Linked DNA regions of Mus musculus: region 1 is linked to region 2. A link is a contact called in public Hi-C data. All regions are on one chromosome and are shown on one strand. The core of a region is the stretch at or near the end of the contact, and the rest is flanking DNA. Distances in the headings are between cores, read along the strand shown.

The links. A called contact is a pair of places that touch in the nucleus more often than the background predicts.
Region 1: a Hi-C map of cerebellar granule neurons shows a contact between it and region 2, with 6 times the contacts expected there. The contact joins two enhancer-like sites. A contact is called at or near these places in 2 of 39 promoter capture datasets (cranial neural crest and hippocampal neurons) and 8 of 484 Hi-C or Micro-C datasets (brain, cerebellar granule neurons, cerebellum and 2 more).

The regions. Positions count from the first base shown.
Region 1 is chrX:158,921,075-158,926,114 of GRCm38.p6, reverse strand. No RefSeq gene overlaps it. Among named protein-coding and RNA genes, the nearest start is that of Rps6ka3, 330 kb to the left of the region's middle. Within about 2 kb of position 2,179, at least 45 of the 459 cell types and tissues checked have an H3K27ac peak or open chromatin away from gene starts, as enhancers often do. A contact at or near this core is called in cerebellar granule neurons, where this site is marked.
Region 2 is chrX:158,369,114-158,374,856 of GRCm38.p6, reverse strand. It overlaps the pseudogene Gm22522. Among named protein-coding and RNA genes, the nearest start is that of Cnksr2, 330 kb to the right of the region's middle. Within about 2 kb of position 1,401, at least 2 of the 459 cell types and tissues checked have an H3K27ac peak or open chromatin away from gene starts, as enhancers often do. A contact at or near this core is called in cerebellar granule neurons, where this site is marked.

The sequences.
Region 1 (5,040 bases), core at 930-3,429, 550 kb before region 2:
TTAATTTTCTTGGCCAACCCCTAACTAAATTACTGTCACTGTTTGCAGAAGAATTTACTCATATTGGCTAACCTGGGGTGGGGCCAGCTTCAAGCAAATCACTGAAGGTGATGGCACATGGTTCCTTCATGGACATTCAGATTTCAATGGCAAAAGAGAATGACTGGGTTTTGAGGAGAGAAGAAAAGAAATGACTTACTTCATATAATATACAGTTATCCCTCTTTTAAAATGAGGACTTGAAAAAAACCCAAAACAAAACAAAAAACAACCTTACAAGTGACCACCCTGGCTGCTTGTATAAAAAAAAATGTGTAGTGCTCAATAATGTTAAGCAGTTGAACTTGGACTAACTTCATGTGTTTGATAAATGACAATGTCAATCTTTGAACTGCAAGGTTCCTTTAGCTCTAACAAATTATGAAAATTCCCCTGAAACAAATATGGGGACCTACATTGAACACACTTGTATACTCTATATAGAAAATAGATGGACAGTTACTTGTGGGTATGGCTTGTGATAGGAGCTCCCAACTTCAGGGGCTTTCTCCATTGTATCAAGTCATGTCAGGCACAAGATAGGTTTATATAAATGGGGTAGGTATTACATAAACGTTGACTATAACTGTTTTTAATGGTTTGGTTTATAACACACTTTTATTTGATACATTTTGAGTAACTGAGTTGTATAATATATAGGAAACTTATTACAGTTTTGATTATATTCATATTACTGGAATGCTTAACATTGTAGTTTTAGTATTTTGGTTGCTAGCCCTCCCAACAGTTGCACTGGTATTTTAAAATGCATTGGAATGACTTCGGTCTAAATCAGGTAGTTCTTCAAATGCATCACTAGGTGGCAGCAAAGCTTTAATAAAATCAATTCTCAGCCCCTTGTGGAGCACACAGTATTTCCTTTTGTCTTCTTTATTACACAACCTCATTGCACCAACAAAATATTATTATCATTAACATTGATAGTGGCAGCTACAGCAAAGGCAACTGACCAAGATGTCCAAAACATGACACACTAAACACAATTCAGCATTAAGTGTTACAAAGTTGTTGCAAAAGACTTTCGAAATTATTAGTCAAATAGGCTGAAAGCATTGTCACTGAACTTAAAGCCAGCTGCCACCTTCCCACACTTATGTAAGAAATAGTTCCACAGGCTCCTTGAAGAAGATCTGTGGGGCCTTAGTTGTACAGTGTGTGACTGCCACAAAGGGAACCTCTGAATAATTCATGAAGAATTGTTATTTTCTTATATTGTTTGAGATGGAAGTCGGCTGCAGGTCTATAGACAATGACGCAATTACAGTGTTTAATGTCCCTTTGGGAGAGTTTCTATATTCCATCTTTGTATATACACTTGGCATCTTTCATTTAGAATGAATGGGTTCACTTCTTTCTTGTTTGAGAAAAATCCTCTTCCCCAGCAGAGTCCTAGGCTTTCTTTCTCTGGTGATTCTCACATCAGCTACACTTTCCATTACATTCCTGTCAGCAGATATTCCCAGCGGGGTAGGGGCTGCACATAGCTGGGATTTCCCTAATCGAGATGCCCTCCTGGCTCCTGAAATTGGTGGTTTTAACTAGCCCTTCTATTGTGAACAATGGATCCACACTCCCCTTTCTTTCTCTACTTTGCTTAAGCATTCCTGGATTCTTCCCCCTTACACTCCCCCTTCGTATCTACCTCCCACCCTTCTTTATCTCCTGCATTCTTTTTCCTCCCTCTCTCTCACTTAAAATTCTCCTAACGTCCTTTCTACCATGCAGTGCAATCTTAACCATCTAACAAAAGACCGTATAACGTAAATTCCATTTCAGAAATGGGAGGAGTTTTCTTGCATACTAAACAAGCATTTCCTATCTTGGTAGGAAAACAACAAAACATTTTCCCTTGGAAGCGCTGCTTAATCACGGCTATCAGCATCGCCTCAAGCTGAATGTGCATCCATCGAAGGCAAAACACAGCCCAGTGCAGAAGTGCAACAACCTACTTTAAGATCTGCACACATCACGTGCGATGAAAACGGATTTCGTTTCTAGGCTCTTCCCCCACCTTTAAAAAAAATTCTCCCTTATCACGATTCCTTTCTAGGTGGAGGAGGTTCCACCTGCCCACTCACTGCGTAAACCAAATCTGTGCCTGAAAATTAGACTCCTTCCAGTGTGGTCAGAATCAGGTAACAACAGCTGAATTCAGTTCACCCCATGCCTTCTTTGCTTTCCACTGAGCAGTGAAGTGTGAAGGCTTATCTAAGGAGCAGGAAGGGAGAATTTGGGTTACCCATTTGTGTGTGTGTGTGTGTGTGTGTGTGTGTGTGTGTGTGTGTGACAGGGTTGTCCTGCTTTGTGCCCATTAGTCATTAAACGCATACTGCCCAGGCAGTAAAACAAAAGCTATTCTCGGATAAGTACGAGGCTTAATAAAGAGTTGAAGGAATTTCAAAGAAGGAAAAATGTTTCTGTATTCCCTGGGGGCTACATGGTCTCTGCTGAGTATTTTGATTTGGGGGTACATGGACGTAAAACCTAGCAGATTGTATTCTATACCTGCGTGCTCGCTGGCAGGCACAAAATGTACGCTGTTAACTACAGACGTCTGGGTTTGCTTCTCCCGAGGGGCTGATGGAAGATTCACCAGCACGTGGGTGAAGCAGCAGCCTTGTGATCTGGCTTCCCAGCCTCCGAGCCGCCTTCCAGCTGCCTTATGTAATGTGATCTGTTTGCTGATGGGAGCCTGATTAGTTTCTGGGTGGGAACTGCAAAACCTGTGCACAGTCCCCGTGAGTGCTAGACTCCGCCAGCCTAGTTGAGTTTGTATTTGTCAGGCAAGCAAGGGGTTAAATGGAGCCACACTAAGGGTATGCACGTGGGTGCACAGGGAGGCCAGGAATGGTGTGGATGAGTGATAGAGGCAGTTGAAGTAGTCCGAATAAGAGCAGCATGTGGGTGGTGGAGAGGGAGAAAGAAAAGCCGGGGAAGGGCTTTAGGGAGGAAAAGCAGTCGCCACCAAGCAGCTAACCGTAGATCATTGGCATGCATTCCTTATCAAATGAGAGCAGGACACAGAGACTGAAATCAAGCTGAGCAGAATTTCTAATAGAACTGGCTGACCTTTCAAACGAAGTACTTAAGTAAAGATGGGCAGCACATGGCAGGACTTTTTACAAGGAGGCAAAAAGTGGGCAGCTCAGAGTTTCAGGTGTACTGTATTTAAACAACACATCTCATTGGTTTTGAGTCAAAATACTTTAAAAGTACCCCTCAAGCCACATTTAGTGCCTCAAGCCTGTAATCGTAGCACTCGAGAGGTCGAGGCAGGAGGACTGGTGGTAGTGTGCAGCCAGCTTGGGCTATATAGTGAATTTCAGGCCAACCTAAATTATACCAGGAGACCCTGTCCCTCCAGGTAACTTTATTTGCTCTGGAATTCTTTTTATCGTCCCAAGTTGAGGGGACTGCATGCTGTTTTGGTAGGAGTTTAATATAAATAGCCAAAGTTTTTTTTACACTGTTATCCTTTGAGAGTTGTTTTATTTTCACATTTCTATAAATATGTTCAGCAACAAGGTTTTTGGAGAGCTCCCCAAGAATTTCGCTTGTGAAAGTCTCCATGAGAATTAAAAACAAGTCCCTGTGGGTTCTCCATAACCGCTAACTTTAAGACTAAAAAGTTACATTAATGAGTTCTCTATAAATCTTCTCTCCGTCGATAAAAAATTCTTTTTGGTATGGTAATTTTGTTTACTTCTCTCAAGAGTCAGTCATAATCAAACTTGACCAGCAGGGGGCGAGCGTTCACAGAAAATGCAAGTAGTCCCTGCTCTGGCTGATTTGCCGGATGGAAGAAACAGGTTTTATTCTGAGGTATTTTCAGTTCAAATTCAAGTTCTAGAACTTTGATTTATTATTAGCTTCTCTTACTTGGGGAGAAGGGAGGAGAGAAAAACAGGTCTGTCTGCTACCCGTGTGTTCTACCCCCAACTTTAGGGAAGGGCTCAGAAACCGCAAGTTTTCAGTAGAGTCAAACAGGCTGGATCGTGCATGAATCTGAGAACACAGGCTCCAGTTTTCCTAAAATGACAAATCGCCTCCCGTTACTCAAGAAATCACAAAAGATTCACACCCACCCTTTCTTCCCCCGAGCTTTGTCCTTCTGCGAGTGATTTGCAGTCCCAGACAAGTATTATATAATGATGAGGCAGAGAAGCCTGAAGCTTAGTCTTACTGCTTCTTTCGCAGAAAAGACATTTAAAAAGAAAAAAAGAAAAACGATTATAACACCATCTTAAATGTTTCCGAGACAAACGTTTCTGCCAAGTGTTGGAAGAGTGGGGCATTAGTGTATTAGTTGTGTCCATTTGCCATGGTCCAAGGGAGCAGTTTGAAGGGAAAGATGGAAAGATACAACTTGCGGGTGAGTGGGAAAGGGCCTGCAGTTCCAGGACATCTGGCTCTGATCCCGGCTGATTTAGCTGGCTGAGTATTCTTGAATTCCTTCCCTTCCTGGTCTTCAGTTTTACAAGCTGCAAATGATGACACAATGCCTTCCAATCTAACATGTTACCCTTCTCTCTAGAATAAATGTAGATGACATTGTTTATTTGACTTCTTTCCAAGAACACAGCAACATTCGACAACCAAGACAACATTGTTCAGGATATTATGGTATTTCAAAAATCCCCAAAGTACTTTGTATTTCACATTTCTGCAAACAGTGTCACTATTTATCAACAATTTCCTTAGTGTTTTTATAGCAATTATTGTCTGAGTAATTCTCTCTGGGGAATCCTAGTTAGGTACTGTGTGGTATGGAAAAGCCTTCAATTTTTTTTTTCTTTTTTTTCTTTTTGCTTCTTTTCTTTCTTTTCTTTTTGGGGGATGGTGGTGGGGAGACAGGGTTTTGCTGAGTAGCTCAGGGTGGTCTTCATGCCTCTACCTCTTGAATGATGTGATTATAGGTCTGTGCTACTCTGTCCCCAGCAGAGCTTTTGATCCCTACGATGCAAGCATCTTTGGGGATTA
Region 2 (5,743 bases), core at 152-2,651:
TGTCGTGGAGATTCTGTAGTTTTGGATCTGTAGGACTGACCCCAGCAGTTCATTGTTGGGATAGATGTTGGAACAGGCTAGTTCAAAACCCTGGATTTGGTCATGAGAAGTATCTGAACTAGTCAGCGCTCTGGTTCTCCAGCTTCCATGCCCTTGGGGCTGGCTCAGCAACAACCCCTGCTACCAGGGCCGGCTCTATCCTTCTGCCCAGGTGAGGTGCAGGGCCCGTTCTCCAAAGTGTTGCAGCCAGTAAGGGACATGACCAGATCTCCCACTCTCAAGACTTCAGGGCTCTTCTGCATGACATAAATGGCAAGGGATGAGAGAGGGGAGGAGGGTCATCTCTCTCTCTCTCTCTCTCTCTCTCTCTCTCTCTCTCTCTCTCTCTCTCTCTCTCTCTTCCATGTCACTACACAGAAGACAAGTGGCAAGGCAAACTCATCCACTCTCCTGCCCTTGGTGCCAACTTAGTCAAATTCTTTCACTCTTACGCCATTGGAGCCAGCTTGGTCAAGCCTCTGCCACCAGGTCAGCTCTACTGTGCTGCCCAGGGGTGGTGTGGGGTCAACATTCCTGAGTGCTACAGCTGGAAAGGAGCAGGGTCATCTCTCTTGCTCTCACAGCCCTGGAGCCAGGTCTCCCACCTGCCAGCGGTGAGAAGCAAGGGGTTGGGGTGGGATGGAAGGAATCACTCCCTTGTCCATGCCACCATATGAAAGATGAGTGGTAGGGCCAGTTCTCCCACACTAGTAGCCTCCATCTGATTCATCCAAAACTCCTGCAATACACAGGACAAGCTTTCCTAAGTACTGTAGTTGTCTATGGGAGGGGTCACCTCTCCTGTTCCCCTGCTCCCAGGCCAGGACTCCCATGATTCCCAAGTGAGGGTTGGGGCCAGTTCAGCAGAGCCCTCAGACATGAATATGTCCCCAGACAGCAGCCCAGACCAGGAAGTTTGCCTGGCCTTTGGTGGTAACAGTCCCCAGCTGCTGCAAGGCCAAGGACCCTATGAATGGCTCCAGGTGGCATCAAAGGCCAGGACTTCACCATGGTCCCAGGTGGCATCACCAGCTACTCACATCAGACTGTTCCTCACTACCTTTGAGTCTGCAGTTTTGCCTCTTCATTGAGTCCACATCCTTCTGTTTCTCTTTCTCTTCCATTTCTCCACCAATTACTTGCTCCTGTTAGTGGTGCCTTCAGTCTCTGAGTGTCTGGGGTCATCTCAGAAGTGGTCTCAGGAGTGCTAGTCCCTGCTCATGCATTATGGAATCAGGCAGGGGTCATTTCTGGCATGGTCTTCACACCCCCAGCCTGCATGGAATCTGACTAAACTCCCTGTCCACACCCCATGGTTCAGGTATAGTGGCCATCTGGTTTGCTCCTTGCCTGGCCTGCTGGCATGGCCCCATGTAAGCAAGGGTTGTCTATTTTGGGATTACTCCCACTTTGAGGGGGGTGCTGTCAGTCCCTAGAAGTGGTTCTTCTAGTCTCTTGCTTGCTCTTGGTCCTCGGAGTTGGCAGGGCCTGCTTGATGCCAAACTGATGGTCATCTCAAGCGAGCTCCTCATCTGAGGTCCCTGGCACAGGACTCATGATTGTATCAGGCATGCTTTTTTCAAGGAATGTTAGGCTAGTAATCATTCAAATGTTCATAGATCATTCAGCTGTTCAGAGTTCATAACACTAAGCATAGACATAGCCTTTCTCCTCTTTGTCACCTACTTATGTACATATGACATGGTAGCCATACCTGTAATGCCTCTAGGAGCAGGTCAGATTATTTATTTAATCTAAATATGTAAATAGTTTGTTTAGAAATGTTAGATAAGGGGCTGGAAAGATAGTTCAATTGATAAAGCACTACCAAAAGAAGCAGAAAGGATTTAGTTAAATCTGAAGAACACAGACACACACACAGACACACAGACACACACAGACACACACACACACACACACACACACACGCACACACACACACACACACATATGCCAGTTTCCTGTTGAAGTTGGAGACAGATGGATCCCTTAGCTTGCTGGCCACCCAGCCCAGCTTAACTAGCTCTGAGCCAGTGAGTCCTCATTTCAAAACCGAAGGGGGAGGCTCCTGAAGAACATCCCTAGAGATTGATGCCTAGAAATTATAATTTGTTGCATAAGCAAAACACCATAAGCTTTTTGTAATATCTTGGCACCATCTATTTCAAGGTAAGTATAAAGGCCTTTACATGTTCTTTAGTGTCAAATGTGCCATTCCTGGGTAATTTCATACCTTTGACTAAAAAAGTTTAATAAATATCATTGAATTATGCTCATAATTCAATGACTCTTCATCATTTGAATTAAAATAATACTGATCTTACTAACTGCAGATTCCCAAAGCCTTTTGTCTCATGGTGGTTATGACATGACTCATGATTCTACCCCTTTATTGTGCTGTCATTGAAAAATGGCTTCCAATGGCTCCCTTAAAGGTTGTCATCAAGCTTCACCAATGATGTGCCACATGCTAATGCTGCCAGAGAATATAGTTAAATATGAATAATAATTCATTTTTTGATATAACAAACTCCTATGTCAGAAATGTATAGGTATCGAGCAATTCATATTCCAAATGTGTCCTTTCTTGAATCCCTTATTCTGTAATTTTTACAAAGGGTACTCAAGCAGAATAAAAAGAGCAGAAAAAAATATCTGGTTATTGCCCCAGGATTGTCATCCTCAGAATACCTGTTACCAGGAAGTGTTTTAGAACATTTATAGGGTTGGGGATAAAATGGCTAAGTTACTAAAGTGCTTGCCATGCAAGCAGGAACACACACACACACACACACACACACACACACACACACAGAGAGAGAGAGAGAGAGAGAGAGAGAGAGAGAGAGAGAGAGAGAGAGAGACAGAGACAGAGAGAGAGAGAGAGAGAGAGAGAGAGAGAGAGAGAGAGGCAGAGAAGCACAGTTACTAGAGTTCTCTGGGCCTGGAAGCCTACAGCAAGAGCTCAAATATTCAGGCTTAATGACAGTATTGAACATAACCACAGATGAAAATTTTTTCAACAATTTCCACAAAAGTAGGAGCCACAAAGACATTTGTATTAGAAAAGAGTCATTAGCCTTCAGTACAGTATTTTAAAAATGGTTCCAACCTCTAATCTCTGTGGGTTTTCATGACAGATGATCTTCAATCATCTCTCTTGATATAGCAGTTGCATTTGAAACAATTTATCAATATTTCTACCTCAAACACTTCCTTTACTTTGATTGCAGATCACTAAACTCACCCAGTTTTCCCCTTCAGACCTGTCTGGTCTTTCTCTGACTCCCAAATTCGTTGCTTTTTTTCTAAATCTTCAAGTGCCCAGCACATGGGCTTCACTGTTTCCCCTCACTCCTCTCAAACTTGCCTCTAGTGTCACAGGTTTAAATATCACTTATAGGCTTTTGACTTTCCTATTCATATTTCTATTCAAGATGCCTTGTCTGAATGTTAAAAGCACATACCCTGCTGCCTATAAGGTATATCCAAATAGATGGCAACAAGTGTGTCTAAAATTGAGATTTTGGTATTAAATCTCATTTAACTTTCAACCTATTCACAGTATCCCCTAGTTTATGTGATGATCATCTCTCCAGGTACCAAGAGGGGACACCTTGACACCATACTTTACCTCTCTTTTCCTGGCATCCTGGAGCTGGCTCAAACTGAAACATAAAAGTTACTGGTGCACATCTTTCCCAACTGTGTGGTCAAGTGATGTTACAATGGTCAATTGGAGTTAGTTATGATAGGATTATGTACATCATGAAAGTCCATGACCTCTGTACATTATGAGTACCCTACCTCTCCTTATCTAATCTGATTGTTAAATGTTTCTGTCACACTACTGTGTATACATCTTACCTAATTCTTCAACAAAGTCTGCTGGATCTGACTTCTCACATACTCACATCCATAAACCAGTGCTGTTTCCCATAGATACCATTCTGGATGGAGTCATACAAACCCGTATACATATTTAACATATAATATCTACAATGGTCTTCCCAGACCTGCCATTTCCCCTTAACAGTGTATACTCCACATGATAATGTGATTTTGTTAAAATAAAAGGCAAACAGATCATCATTATTCTAGTCAAATCTTTATTCACAAAGCTGGGAACTTATAAAGAATATGGGTTTATGTAGCCATATTTGGGGAAACTGAAATTCCAAATAGAAAACTATCAGCTCAAGTGAGAGCTCTCTTAGCTTTGTCTCATGGTGGAAGGCACTATGAAAGGAGTACACATGGAAGAGAGAGAGAACATTGTGAGACAGGAAGCCAGAGCAAGAGAAAAGAGACTGTCTTGTTACTCCTCACTAAGCCTTACCACTTAAAGGATACCTCACAGAATTGTGAAACTGGGGTCCAATCTTCTACTTTAGGAATTCTTGGGAGACACATTCCAACTTTCTTTAAGTCATTGTCGTCGTCATCGTCGTCGTCATCATCATCATCATCATCATCATCATCAAATCCTCCAGTTCTTTCCAAGCTATTCAAGAATAACAACTGAATTTCTTATGATGCCTAAAAGGTAGGATTTGATTCCATGGATCCTCTCTATTGCCATGCCCTCCTACTCTTTTACTTGAGTACTTGACTTGAATTAAACTCACCTTCTGGCTGTATTCTCAACAACACCAAACTTGCTCATGCCTCAGTGTTTGAGGTTGACACACAGTGTGCCCAACGACCACTCCTTCCTCTCCCCCCAGGCCCATCAGTCATTTTTAAAATATCACGTTACTGATATCTTTTCTGACACGTTCCTAAAGTTGTATTCCACACCAGAGCGTATACATAAAAACACACATATTCACTTCATTTTCCTTTCATTTAAAAAGATTTTTAATTTATTAATTTTTAGGTGCATTGGTATTTTGCATGCATAGATGACTGTATGCCAGATCTTCTGGAACTGGAGATGCAGAAAGCTGTGAGCTGCCATGTGTTGGGAATTGAACCAGATTTCCTGGAAGAGCAACCAGTGCTCTTAACCTCTGAGCCATCTCTTGAGCCCTTCATTTTTATTTAAGATATTCTTTTATCCATTAATTTTAGCTACCTAATGTCACTATATATTATTTTTCTCGTCTTTGTTTTCTGTTTTCCTTCATCAGAATGGAAGTTCCATTTGGGCTTTGGATTTCATTTGGATTTTTCTCGTGTCTGTGTCTGTTTTGTTCCACAATGTATCTGCACTACGTAGAGAAGAGTTAAAAATAATGTATAAAATAAAATGTGTTAAAATATGTATATAAATAGCACATGGGTAAAAAGAAGAAGACGAATCAGCACTGTTTGGGATTTCTAGCATTTGCCAAAATTTGGCTCCATTTAAAAAAAAAAACCTATTCCCTGTGTGATGTTTGTGTATTGTGTTTCATATATAATTCTATGTGCTAAAAATGTGTGTTGCATGAGTAACAGTAATATCAGTAATAATAAAATATGGAACACACAGTTCTAATGTCATACTCTAATCTCATGCATGGTGGAAACAGAATGACCCACGTGAAATGGCATACCTAAGGTTTCACAATTGAACTCATATCTCCCAAGCCTAATCTCTAACATAGAGCAAGCAGAGAGGAAGGACTGGGTATCCGCCTGTATACTGGAGGCTGTCTGAAGAGACCTCTGTCTCTGCCCGTCAGAAGGAGAAAGGGCAGGAGCAGGGAGGGAAAGTGCC